Linked DNA regions of Sus scrofa: all the other regions are linked to region 3. A link is a contact called in public Hi-C and promoter capture Hi-C data. All regions are on one chromosome and are shown on one strand. The core of a region is the stretch at or near the end of the contact, and the rest is flanking DNA. Distances in the headings are between cores, read along the strand shown.

What was found. Promoter capture Hi-C pulls out the DNA fragments that hold promoters and counts their contacts. A called contact is a pair of places that touch in the nucleus more often than the background predicts.
Region 1: a Hi-C map of liver shows a contact between it and region 3, with 4 times the contacts expected there. The contact joins the promoter of EPHX2 here to the promoter of CLU in region 3. A contact is called at or near these places in 2 of 5 promoter capture datasets (fetal liver and liver), 7 of 47 Hi-C or Micro-C datasets (embryonic fibroblasts, fetal heart ventricle, fetal skeletal muscle and 4 more) and 1 of 2 datasets of contacts at active chromatin or transcription factors (skeletal muscle).
Region 2: a promoter capture Hi-C map of liver shows a contact between it and region 3, with 4 times the contacts expected there. The contact joins the promoter of ESCO2 here to the promoter of CLU in region 3. A contact is called at or near these places in 1 of 5 promoter capture datasets (liver), 2 of 47 Hi-C or Micro-C datasets (alveolar macrophages and embryonic fibroblasts) and 1 of 2 datasets of contacts at active chromatin or transcription factors (skeletal muscle).
Region 4: a Hi-C map of liver shows a contact between it and region 3, with 7 times the contacts expected there. The contact joins the enhancer-like site here to the promoter of CLU in region 3. A contact is called at or near these places in 3 of 5 promoter capture datasets (fetal liver, fetal skeletal muscle and liver), 14 of 47 Hi-C or Micro-C datasets (embryonic fibroblasts, epiblast stem cells, fetal heart ventricle and 9 more) and 1 of 2 datasets of contacts at active chromatin or transcription factors (skeletal muscle).

What each region holds. Positions count from the first base shown.
Region 1 is chr14:11,215,593-11,218,606 of Sscrofa11.1, reverse strand. It overlaps EPHX2 (epoxide hydrolase 2), which reads right to left and starts at 1,482. Exons shown (of 19, transcript NM_001001641.1): 1 at 1,382-1,482. The coding sequence starts at 1,482.
Region 2 is chr14:11,493,834-11,496,734 of Sscrofa11.1, reverse strand. ESCO2 (N-acetyltransferase ESCO2) reads right to left here and starts at 1,438. Exons shown (of 12, transcript XM_021074432.1): 1 at 23-1,438. It overlaps CCDC25 (coiled-coil domain containing 25), which reads left to right and starts at 1,671. Exons shown (of 9, transcript NM_001243572.1): 1 at 1,671-1,763. The coding sequence starts at 1,736.
Region 3 is chr14:11,347,627-11,350,787 of Sscrofa11.1, reverse strand. CLU (clusterin) reads left to right here and starts at 1,796. Exons shown (of 8, transcript NM_213971.1): 1 at 1,796-1,907. The coding sequence starts at 1,811.
Region 4 is chr14:11,193,085-11,196,322 of Sscrofa11.1, reverse strand. It overlaps PTK2B (protein-tyrosine kinase 2-beta), which reads right to left. Exons shown (of 31, transcript XM_001925998.6): 31 at 2,128-3,169. The coding sequence ends at 2,954. It overlaps CHRNA2 (neuronal acetylcholine receptor subunit alpha-2), which reads left to right. Exons shown (of 6, transcript XM_021073187.1): 6 at 229-2,591. The coding sequence ends at 354. Among named protein-coding and RNA genes, the nearest start is that of CHRNA2, 9.6 kb to the left of the region's middle. Within about 2 kb of position 1,417, at least 2 of the 83 cell types and tissues checked have an H3K27ac peak or open chromatin away from gene starts, as enhancers often do. A contact at or near this core is called in fetal liver and liver, where this site is marked.

The DNA.
Region 1 (3,014 bases), core at 233-2,732, 130 kb after region 3:
CTCACTCTCTACAGACTGACATCCTTCCCAGAACAAGGGCCAAGGGAGGTGGGAAAGAATCCTAGACTGGGAGGCAGAAGGAGGAGTTCCATGGTTGCCTCTGTCATGTGATGCTGTGTAATCTGGAGCAGGTTAATCCTCTCTCCAAGCCTCAGTTTCTGCGTCTAAAAGTGAGGACTGCTCTAGCTTCTTTTGCTGAGCCCCTTTTGACCTGGCATGCTAGCGAACACCAGTCTTTTATCATTTTATATAGTAAAACAGCTCAAAAAGCCTGTTAGTCTTTGTATCACAGAATTCTAGAATGCCTTGGATAGGGCAGAACTCTCAAAGCTTCCACCCTGCTCCCGTAGTGCCAGTACGTGCCAGTAGTTTAGAATTTACTCTTCCTTGGATGTCCCTGGTGTGATCTGCCTTTCTTTGCTAAGTTTTAAAATAAATATGCTCTCCTTCCTTCTGACTGTAGGAGCAACGCATGTTTATAAGTCCTCCAAATTGGAAAATACAAAAAAGTAGAAAAGAAAGCATTCACAATCCCATCTGGGATGAATAATCCCAGGGATATTTTGGCATATGTCTTCAGGTATTTTCAACACGAAGTTTTTTTTTTTTTTCCATAGTTGAAACCATCTTGTATAAATGGTGTTATACTCTGGTGAGTTTGGTCTTTGCACTTATTAAACATTTTTTTTTAATCGAACTATAGCTGCTGGCCTACACCACAGCCACAGCAACACAGATCCAAGCCTATCTGCGACCTACACCACAGCTCATGGCAATACCGGATCCTTTAACCCACTGAGCAAGGCCAGGGATCGAACCAGCAATCTCATGGTTAGTAGTCGGATTCCTTTCTGCTGTGCCACAACCGGAACTCCGAAAACAGATATTTCCTGATGTCACTGTAACCTTATTCTGAACCTCCAGTTTACTGGTGATGTTTCCTAGTTTACCATTTTCCAGTGCTTAGGATGGGGGGTCGTTTCTGGTTTGCCCTTATAATGTGCAACACATAGGACTTTTCCCTCTAGAAACCTCAGCGCAGGTCTTTAAGGCACATTCCATTACAGAGAATTAAGTGGGCAGCAGACAGCTCAGGGAGTAATTTCTCTTACTTTAGGAAAAGCTTTCAGTATAGAGGGCAATTTTGGAGTCCTTAGAGAGATGAACTACTCATCATTTAGAAAGACAATGGATCTACCTACACTCCCTGGTACTTTAGGGCAGGGTAATTGTTTTAACCTTTTCCCCAGAGCTCCCGCCCTGCAGTAATCGGAAACCAGGGCTGGGAGTCCTGAAAGGACTTCTCCGAGAGGTCGCGCCTCTGCCGCAGGGTCCCACCCGCCAGCCTTCGGAGCGCGGGCAGTGGCGCCTGTCCCCTTACCTGGGCAGCGCCAGCTTCTCCTCGGCGCGGGCCCAGGAGGTGGTGATCGATGGCAGTGCCAGGACCCCGTCCAGGTCGAACACCGCCGCTCGCAGCGCCATGGCGGCCTCCGCCTCGGACTCGAAGCGCTTGGAGGAGTCGCAAAAAGGTCGTGGCTCCGGACCCTAGCAGCGGGCAGAGGGGGCCGCCCAGGACGAGCTCGATCCCGCCCCCTGTCCCGGCCACTCTCGCAGTCCTGGCCCCAGCACCGCCCTTCACCACGCCCCCGTCTGGGACTTGACCACGCCCCACCTCCGCCCCGCCCCCTGCCCTGGTCCCACCCTGGACGCTTTCCTGGGGGTTCCCTTGGTGTCCCCAGACCCAGGGCGGCCCAGGCTCCATCTCCATCACCTCCTGGCTCTTGGACCCAGGGTTAGAATCTCGTCTCTGGATGAATCCCCATCCGTCGCCTAAAATGAAAGTCCTAAGTACCCGAGCTCCCCGAGCTCCCGCTGTGACTGCTTGAAAGCTGGACCCAGGCCCTGGGACAGGCTGATCTCTTAAGGCGAACTTGGCAGACTTTCAGCATTCTGAGTAGGCCCGTGGAGAAGGCAGGCCTGAGAAAGAGCCAGGGGGCACAGACTCTTTAAGTGTGTGTGTGTGTGTTGCCAAAAGTTTATTCATTCAGTATTCGGATGCCCTACATTCATTTTGTTTTGCATCTCCAGTAAATTAGTAGCTTTATCGGCCTTCTTTTCTAGATCCAGTACATGTAATTACAAGTCCCTCACTATACTGACCATGTGCCTCTAGTCAGGCTCTTCGGTGTCAAGGTGGAGTATACTTCTAGAATAAACTATAATGCTCCAGGCATGGTATGCCAACCCAGCATACATTCATTCCAGTCTCCTGAGGTTTAGAAGAAATAAATTTGACCACCATTACCCCTTTGTACATTCTTCTTATATTAATGCTGCCTAAAAATGTTTGAGCTTTGTTTTAAATCACAGATTCCACATTCTTGGCTCCTTTGTGTTTCTAGAAAACCTAAACCTCCGCCTCCTTAGGAGTGTCTGACCTGGGCTTTCGAGCATGTTATTAGACTCTCTGAGCCTTTGTAGTGCAGCTCTGAGAATGAAAACATGCTCCTGGCTTGATGTTCCAGCTTGCTGAGAGCCTGGCTTGAATGCATCATCTGTGAATTTACCCGAGATATTTCCCCCCATTTACCTAGAAAAATGTTGTGAGAGATCACCAGAGACTTTACTGAAATCAAGAAGTTGTTGATGTACCAACCTTCAGTCTGGTCAACAAGAGAAATGAGTCTGCCTTGGGGTGTGTTGTGATCCAGGACCACACTTGCCTTTTTGGCTTCAGAATCTCCTCTGGGATTGTGCCTGAGAGTTGTTAGTGTTTTCTGAGATCCACTCCTAAGAAGCAAGAAGTAGGTAACACCGCCAAATGCTGTAGAAACATTGAAAAACAACAGCAATAACCCGGTTTGATATTGGACTTGGATGACACTGCGTGACCTATTTCAGAACATATTCAGTGGAGTTTTTAGAGATAGAAACTAGATCACCCTGGGTTTGAAGATTTATAAAGAGAATAAATACAGTGGTTGCTCAAGAAATTGGTAATCTCAAAAGTCCAA
Region 2 (2,901 bases), core at 189-2,688, 150 kb before region 3:
CTCGGCCCCTAGCTGCACTCACCTGAGCCTCAGACCCGCGACCTCTCCTCAGCAGAGCCCGACGTCCCCCCACTGTATTCAAATTCTCGCGCGCCAGTGGAGGCGGAAGCCGCTGCGTTCCGATTCGCCGCTGCCTAGCGCGTCCAGGAGCTGGTTCAGTGATTGGTTGCGCGCTAGCGCTTGCCCCGCCCACTCTGGAGGCGGTCTCTAAGATTCTCCCGCCCTTGAGGCAAGGCGCTCTGTACTCACGGAAACCACGTCTTCCACAATCCCTTGCGGCGGGGCAAGGCTCCACTCCCGAGGCGTTGTATCGGTGCATTCTGGGAATTGCAGTTTTCAACACAATAAAGGCACCTTCTCCGACTTGAGGCACATTCTAGGGTCACCTGGTGTAAGAAGCTTTTGTAAAGTAGCCTCAGATTCTCGAGACAATTATTTTTCACATCTGAAACCTTATTGTTACTCTAACCTTTTTTTTTTTTAACCAGAAACACGTTAGATTTCTAGCTCATTTTTTGATTTTTCAAGTTAAATGAAAAAAAAAAAATCATGGCACATAACACCTATGTGCTAGGTATTCTTACATGTATTACGTGTTTTATTTCATTTACAGCTCTCCATAGTCTATGAGATAGGTATTATCACCCCCATTTTATGGAGACTAAAACTGAGAGCCTGAAAACAATTACTATTTTCAGGACAGAACTATGTTTTTGCTTTGGAAAGCCCACAGGTTTCTGAGGCACTCATTAGCTACTGCTGTTATCTCTGTACCAGCTCCCGGCAGAGTCTCTGGCACATTTTTTAGTTCTAAATAAATTCAGTTAAGTGATGAGCTTAACTTCATAGAATGCAGTGGTCAGAAGGAAATTAAGAGAAATAATCAGGTCAAAGCTAAATGCTGTGGGAGCTTTCCTTGAGTCGGAGCATTCCCACTCTACAGCCAGGAAGATCTCTGAGGTTTAGAGGTTTGGAATTTGCCCTCTCATAGGTAATAGGGGCAGCTCTTAGATTTAAAGCAGAACAGTCCAAGTCCAAACTCAGAGAAAGAGAAGCATTTTACCTCTAAAGAATATCACTAACAACTCTGGTAGAGTGCTCTGTTTTAAACTCTTTAAGTCTATTAATTTACTAAACCCTAGGGGGTAAAAAAACCTATGAATTAGCTGCTCTATTTTCACTATGCAGCTAAGGTAAGTGCAACACCAAATGTGCCCAGGTGGTGGAGCTAGAATGAGAACAGCGAAGGAATTTGGGTTCCTTCAAAATTTAATGAGCCGCTATTAAGTACCAAGTACCGTGGTTGGCTCAGTGAACACCTAGCTGTGAAGTCGAGTTTCTGCTCTCAGGAAGTCCTTCTGCGGGTAAGAAGAGGTAGTTCAAACCAATAGATGAACTTCAAGACTTGACCACCCACGGGAAGATGTTCTGAAAACAATGGCTTGTTTTTTTCGGAAGACGGAGTTTTCCCGCAATGTCATCCAACCATCAACTGTGCTGGCTCCACCCTCTTTCCCTCAACTCCCGAGTAAACCGAGCTCCCAAAGCGAGCCAACACCTCCTCCCCACCAGATTGAAGATGGTGCCGGCGGCAGGCGTTATGACGCGACTAGACATCCGCCGGAAGTGCAAGGAAGAGTTCCGGTGAACGGGGCCTCCACGCTTCCGGTATTCTGAGCTTCCAGAGTTGAGAATTGCTAGTTTGCGCTGGAGTCGCCGTGCTGTCGCCGGGATCATGGTGTTCTACTTCACCAGCAGCAGCGGTGAGTGGGCGCCGCGACCTCCCGGGTCCCTGCTCAACCTCCAGCCTCCGAAGCCGAGATCCCCAGGCCGCGGCTGAGCCTGGTCCTTAAGCGCCTCCTCGGCAGCGGATACCCCTTCCCGCGCCCTCACTGTTTCCCTAGTCTTCTCAGTGTGCCCCCTTGTCAGGGCCTGGGGGACGTAGAGGGACCATGCCCCCTACTGGCTTTGCCTCCGTGAGTCGTTCTTTTCCCTCTATCGGAAAGACCGTTCGCTACCTGGTATTAGGCAGAGTTTGTGGACTTCTTCGCACCCCCGTCCCCAAACTCCCCTTCCCCATCCACCTACGTAACCGTCAGTCTTCTTGCTGCTTGGTAATTACCCACTTAGAGAAAGGAAAGATACTCCTGTCAACAACTCTGCTTTACAGGAAGTGTGCCTTACCCTTCTAGGAAAGGGTTGTAGGGCCTGGATGCTACAAAGAGCCATAAGAAGACCTCGGAATGGCGAGGCAGCCACTCACTGGGCAGAATTGTTGTCCCGGGACTTGAAAAGTGACATATGGTAATGTTTCTGATTCGTATTTGACAGGCAAGGAAAGGGTGTGTTTAGTTCCCAGGAAATGCTATGTCTTCATTTCTCTGCTTTTGTTTTTCTCTTTTCGTAGAATCAGCTTCCACTTAACTGCTTTTCCCCTGAGACCGTCCTGGCCTATCTTTTCCAAATGCCTTTCCCTCCTTGTTTCCACCCCAAGATTTCTTAGGTATTCCTCCTCAGGTACCCGCCTTAACATCCGTGTATACCTTTGGATTGCACTTACCATATAGTATTATAATGTTCTTTGCTTGAGCTAGAGTTTAAGTCCCTTGAGGGCAGAGACAGAAGCTCCTTGTTTCTCTAGCATAGTGCCTGGCTTGTAATAGTTACTCAATAAATACTCGTTGAATAAATGAATGATATTTTTAGATTTCTAGCACATTCCCTATTTATCGCTACTCTCTTTGCCTAGTTAAAGGTGAGATTTAAGTGAAACTAGCTCCATGGTGTTTGCTCTTTAGAGATAAGGACACTGAAGCCCAGAGGTTTAACTCACAGACCCCTCCCCCTCCTACCCAGCCCCTCCTAATCTATCACACTGTCATGCCTTATTTTTCTCAGTAG
Region 3 (3,161 bases), core at 547-3,046:
CCTGCTTCTGTTCTGTCCCTCTGCAAAGATGCCACTTCCCCAATAGATAATGCCAATGCCCGCGAATGGTCCAATGTTGACCAGTTTTGAAGGAGTCACAGTTTCCTCTGGTCACATTAGACCCTTCGCATCTCTGAGGTCTGTATTAAGTCCATTTTACAGATGAAGAAACTGAGACTCAGAGTTAAATGACTTGGTGTTAAGGAAAGGACACTGGCCTGGGGATTGGGAGAGCTGGGTCCTCATCCTGGGGCTGCCACATACTTGCTGCAGGCTTTGGGAAGCCCCATCCTGTCTGTGGGTTTGGCTTCCCCTCCAAGGGGGAGGGATTGGACAGGAGACTGGTTTCTTTCCCAGCTCGGAGCTCTATGGCTCCCGTGGTCCCAGTCCTGGTAGGAGATCCTACACTGACCACTGCTTTCCAGACTCCTCATGAAGGGCTCTTGCCTTTGGCTGCCCTGCCTCCCTTCCTCTCAGGACCCAATGCCCTGTCTTCTGGTATCAGAGGCTTATGTATGGATTTCTCAGAAATCATTGCCATCAGGGGCCTCCACACAACATCAGGGGTGTTTCTTGCTGGCTTTCTCTCTCTGGTGTGACAAAGGCTCTGTCCCTGCTCCAGGCGTTTCAGGCCTCAGTGAGCAGCTGGGGCAGAGCCGAGACACCTGAATTAGCGCCTGGCTCCACCACCCACTCACCATCTCTGGGGAAGGTGGTGACCCCGCCCTCTTCTCCCACGCTGCTTGAGAACCACAGCTCGGCTGCTTTGCTAATGATGTCTCAGGAGAGGTTTGCTTTATGAATATGCTCCCGAGGGTCCAGGGGGGCCTGCCAAGCTGAGAGCAGCTTCTGGATGTGCACCATCTCAGGAAGGAGAGACCCCCTTCCCGTTCTGTTCAGGGAAGTGGGCGAGTTCAGATTAGCGGTTCTGGGGAGGAGGTGCAGGGCACGGGGGTTCTGTTTTGCAACAGCTTCAGCTTCTGGGAAAGGGTCCATTGTGTAAGACCAGCTGGTCCAGAGCTCAGGGCAGCTGGCCGAGTGGTGGTGGGAGGACCTTGGCAGACACCCTGCTGTGGGCTTAGAATGTGCTAACCCAGAGGTCTGAGGTCCTCACTGCCTCAGACCCTGAAAAAGCAGTTTCAGGAGGTGTTGAGGCTTAGAGGCGGGCAGGGGGTAGGGGGGAGGAACTGCTGTGATTGATTGGTGATGTCTGCTGGGGCAGGATGGGTGATGCACACAGCAGCGGCCTGGACTGTCTGCACTCTGGACTGCAGTCCCCACTTTGGCAGGGGGAGGACGGGAGAGGCCAGATGAGTGACCCAAGAGAGGTGTTTTCAGAGTTTGTTTGATGTGAGCAGGTATCAGCAGATAGATGCCCTGCCTGGATGCAGACAGTATTGTGCCTTGCTCAGGCTTAGTCAGCTATTAAGGGTAAAGGGAGGAGAACGAGGAAAAGGGGGAGAAGGAGGAGGGGGACAGGGGGAGGGCAGCTTGGACCTGAGCCTGGTGGCTGTGACTCTGGAGTTCTTATATTAGGCTGCTGTCCTGTGGTTCCTGCCTCTATCTACTCCTTCCACTTGTCCGTGGCAAGTCTGAGCCTTTCTTGTCACTTCCCCAGATAAAGGGCAGTGGTGCCAGCTGAGGGGGTAGCCGAGGGCAAGGCCTCTGCTGGGCGCCTGGGAAGCCGAAGCCTCTGCAGGCAGCAGGCTAGAGCGGAAACCCCCCAGGCTGCCTGGCTGTTACCATGACAGTCCCTTGTTCTCTACAAACAGAGGCGTGCTAGAATTCCAGAACTGGAGAAGCAGGCGAGATGAAGACTCTGCTGCTCTTGGTGGGGCTGCTGCTGACCTGGGAGAATGGCCCCTGGGTGCTGGGGGACAAGGCCATCTCGGACAAAGAGCTCCAGGGTAAGTGAGCCTGTGCGCCTCCTCACATGCTCCCTCCCCGTCCTGGGTCCCAGGGTTAGAGAGCACCTTTCTCCCTCCTGTGCATCCCGTCGCACCTGCTCTGCCCCAGCCTTGCTGAGGCCTCCCTCGCCAGCCTGGGCTTTGCTGTCAGCTTGATTTCAAGGCAGTTTCAGGTTGTTCTCAAGCCCTTTCTGGCTGCTGCACCTCACTGGTCTGTTTCCCTCCGAGCCTGGCACCCACACCTCCTCCATGAAACCCCATGAAGCCTGGACCCTTGGCGCCTCTGTGGCCTGCCGTTTCTGAGTTGCCGGGGCACTTGTTCCCTGTATCCATCCCTTTCCACCTAGGAAACCAGTGCCCTGGATTCAGGAGAGGGGAACTCTCATTCCCTAAGAGGCTTGACATCCTTCAGAGCCCCGCTGGTGGTCCCCTCTTCTGCCAGACCTTTCCTGAAACCTAAATTCCCTCCTCCCCACTCTGTCCTAGCAGCTGACCACTGCAGGGCAGTAGTTAAAAACCCTGAGATCAGTTCTGGGTGGGTGTCTGGCTCCACCCTCCCCAGCTGTCTGATCTTGGGTGAGTGTCTTGATCTCTTTATCCTCATTGGTGCTGTGGGGTGAGGACAGATGGGCATGTTAAATAAAATGCATAAGAAGTGTTCAGCTTTGGAGTTCCTGTCATGGCTCAGTGGTAACGAATCCGACCAGTATGCATGAAGACGAGGGTTTGATCCCTGGCTTTGCTGTGTGTTAAGGATCTGGCATTGCCATGAGATGTGGTGTAAGCCACAGACACAGCTCAGATCTGGCATTGCTGTGGCTGTGGCATAGGCCGGCAGCTACAGCTCCAATTTGCCCCCTAGCCTGGGAACTTTCATATGCTGTGGGTGTGGCGCAAAAAAAAAAAAAAGAGAGAGAGAGAGAGAAGCGTTCAGCTCAGCTCCTGGCTCAAGATCAGAAACGTATTGGCTGTTATTTTCGGAAGTTCATTGACACTGTCTCATTGCATTTGTCACCCTGCTGTGTCTGATCACAGTCCCCTCGAGGAATGGTGTTGTTAATCCACAGTGCTTCCTGTCCCCGTCTCCTGACACCATGCATTGGAACAAAGAAGAACACATGCGTGCTTAAACTCAAGTCCAGAAAGACTTGTATCCAAAGTAATAATATTTACATTTTCATGCTTAAGCAGTTACCCTTGAAAATTTTCTTCGGCAGCCAATTAGGCTGCTTCTCCAGAGCCCTGGAGGTGGCC
Region 4 (3,238 bases), core at 168-2,667, 150 kb after region 3:
CCCTTATATGGAACTTGAGAGCCTACAGAATGGGCCATGCTATAGGAGTGGATAGGACAGAATCACCAGGAGAGGGTTGTTTGAGTCTTGAGATGTCCCTGTCCCCCATCCCCTGCTCCACCTTAGCTTCCCACCGCCTCCAGTGTCATCCTTACAGGGGCTGTGCGTGGGTGGGACACTTCCCCTTTCCCAAGGCCTCAGTCACTCTGCGCCCATCTCCCCCTGCAGGTGAAGGAAGACTGGAGGTACGTGGCCATGGTCATCGACAGGATATTCCTCTGGCTCTTTATCCTCGTCTGCTTCCTGGGGACCATTGGACTCTTTCTTCCTCCGTTCCTGGCTGGAATGATCTGATGTCACATCATGGCCCCGAGGTGGCATGGCTGACCGTCTTTAACTGCTGCCACCGCTGGAGTGCACCTTTGCACTGCAGGTGCCTCTCCCAGAGTCCCGCCGTCGAAGGCGTCTTGGAATGAGTCACTGACATAATCTGTGGGACACAGAGCCCAGCTCAGATGCTGAGGAGCTGGGCAAGAAGGAACTTGCTCCACAGAAGCTGCCGACACAATGGTGACAATATGAAGCCACAACGATGCTCCTGGGACGCAGATGCTGAGGGAGGGGAGGGCCAAACTGGGGGACCCAGGAGGTGGGGAGGGGCATGTGAAGGGGCTCTGACAAAGGAGGGGTGTGTGGGGAGAGGGAAGAGGGTGCTTCTGGGGTAAAAGGGCTGTGAACACCCTTTTGGATTCAGGAATGAGCCAGAAGTGTCAGGCAGAGCAGCCAGGCCGAGGTGGGCTTGAGTGTGGGGAGCAGAGGGAGGAGGTTGGAAGGCAGGCTGGGTTGTCCTTGAACCAGGTGAGGAAGGAAGCTCAGAGTCTGAGCCTGCAGGTGACACAGGAGAGTGGCAAAGCCTCCTGGGGCAGGGAGGGGAGAAGAAGGGGGAGCAAATGCCACTGGTGGGGGGCAAATGCAGGTGGTTGGGCCATGCTCCCCCCCACTTGGAAGCTCTTGTGAGGGCCCAGACTTCCTCTCACCTTTAGCCCCCCAGCCCTTCCCCATTGCAAAGTGGCTCAACATTGTTTATTGGCCATTGACCAGGGCGCCATCTGTCCTTAAATGCACGTGGACAAACTGGAAAGATGTCTCCAGCCATTCTTGACCCAACTCAGGTTCGCAGCCTGCTCACTTCCTCCCCCTAAGGCACCCAGGCCTTTTCTTCTGAGGGACTGAGAGGGAAGAGCTGGATTGCTCTGGACCCGAGATGCTGTGCAGACGCAGATGCTCCCGGACCCTTCCCTTCCCAGTCTGCCCTCCCTTCCTCCCCGAAGGCCTGACGTCTCCTGACCGGCCCTGTGAGCCTGCTCTGCAGTGTGGAATCCACAGTCCCTGGCCCTCAGCCACACCCCAGCCCCGTCCAGCCCAGGTCAGAACCTCAGCAGCAGACAGGTGTGTGGGGACCCGGCACAGGCAGCCAGGCAGGGCAAGCATCTCCTTCCCCATCGGCTGTTGGAGTTCCCTCCTTCCAAACTGCCACTTGCTTTCCCAGGGGACAGACCCAGGCTCACCACATCAGGCCCAGTCCTCCATCCTCGGTTCTCTCCAAGGCCCCCCATCCCAGGCCATGCTGGTTTACGGCTCTCCCTGCTCTGTGGATGAGCCCCTCTTTCCTACCCCTCGGGTTTCTCGGACTTGAACTCCTGGTGCAGGGCTGTCTGCTCCTGTTATCACATCTCCCATCCAGCTTGCAAGTGAGTAAAGAGATCAAATAAAGCCAAAGCCCCTGCCCCCTCAGCTCTGGGACACCCACCTCCAGGACCACCCAAGCCCCCTGGAGCCCCAGTTATTTGGATGGCAGCTGGAAGGGTGCCATTGGCATTGCTATGTGGCCTTGGAGGGGCCAACCTGGGTTCCCACTGAACAGTCACCCTTGGGTCAGGTGTGGGGGCAGAAGGCTGGAGCACGCACCTGACCCCAGCGCCTGGCATCACCGTGTGTCCCGGGATGGAGCCCTGGCGTTGGCCTTTGATCCTCACCCAAGGTAACAATCGATTCCTTCTGGGGCCGAGGCCAGAGGTCAACGTCACCTCCCCAAAGGTCAAACAAACAAGAGCATCAAACCACAAAGCAAATGGTACAATTTTAATTCATTCCCAAGTCAAATAGAAAGAAGGTAAAAGAGTGTTCTGCACAAACACAAGAGAGGGAGGGAGGGAGTGGATGAGAACGGGGGAGAGAAAAGGAGGAGTAAGAAAAGAGAAGGAAGGGGCAGAGGGGGAAGGAAAAGGGACACGGACCCCATCCAAGTCCTCTTTGGGCCTCATCTCTCCCCTTCTCCGGCCCGGCTGTGGGCACCATAGCCTCCTGAGCGCCAGCTCCCAGTGGCTTGTTCCTGGACTGTCCCAGGTCCCCCTTCGTAGGCACACGGCTGTCAGTCCAGACCAAACTCACATTAAATAAATTCCAATATACACTGTACAAGAAAGCCAGGTCCATCCCTCGTCACACCTCCCCAAAGAAAGCCCCTCCAGGCCCTCCCTCAGTGACGGGGTGTGAGGGGACCTCCGTGGGCAGAAGAGGAAGGAGAGGAGTAGCTTGGTTCCCAACTTGGCCTGCCCGGTCCTCGCACACCATCATGGGCTCTAGGGGCCCTGGTGTGGCCCCCCATCGGGCCAGGCGAGGAGTGGCTGCTGGGGAGTGGCTGGCGCTGCAGGCAGCAGCCGGCTCCCTCTGAGCCCTCCTGGTCACCCCCTGGTGTCTGCAGTCTTGAGTCCCCTCTGTCCAGCTGCAGCCTGAGCAGCACAGTCTGGGGGTGGGGTGGGGAGAGGGGTCGTGCAAAATGGCAAGGAAAGAAGGACTCCCCTCGGCCTGCCCCCCAGAGGACCCACGAGGCCGAAGGCAAGGCAGAGGCTGGGGCAGGGAGGGACACGGCAGGCGGGGGGCGCCACCCTCTTCACTCTGCCGGTGGGTGGGCCAGGTTGGCCAGAACCTTGGCCTGGTCCACGGCGTCCAGCAGGTTCTTGGCATCCACGGCCAGCGTGTGGGAGGCCGTGAGCATCTGACGTTTGCACTCCTCGCTCAGGGAGGTCACGGCATTTTGCTGGGCCAGTCTCATCTTATTGATGAGCTCCGCCAGGTCCTTGTTGAGCAGTTTCTGCGTCCCCTCGATCTGTAGGAAGTGCACACGGGAGAGGCTGGGAGCCTGAAGGGCTGCAAAGGCCAGTATAGAGGATGGGGA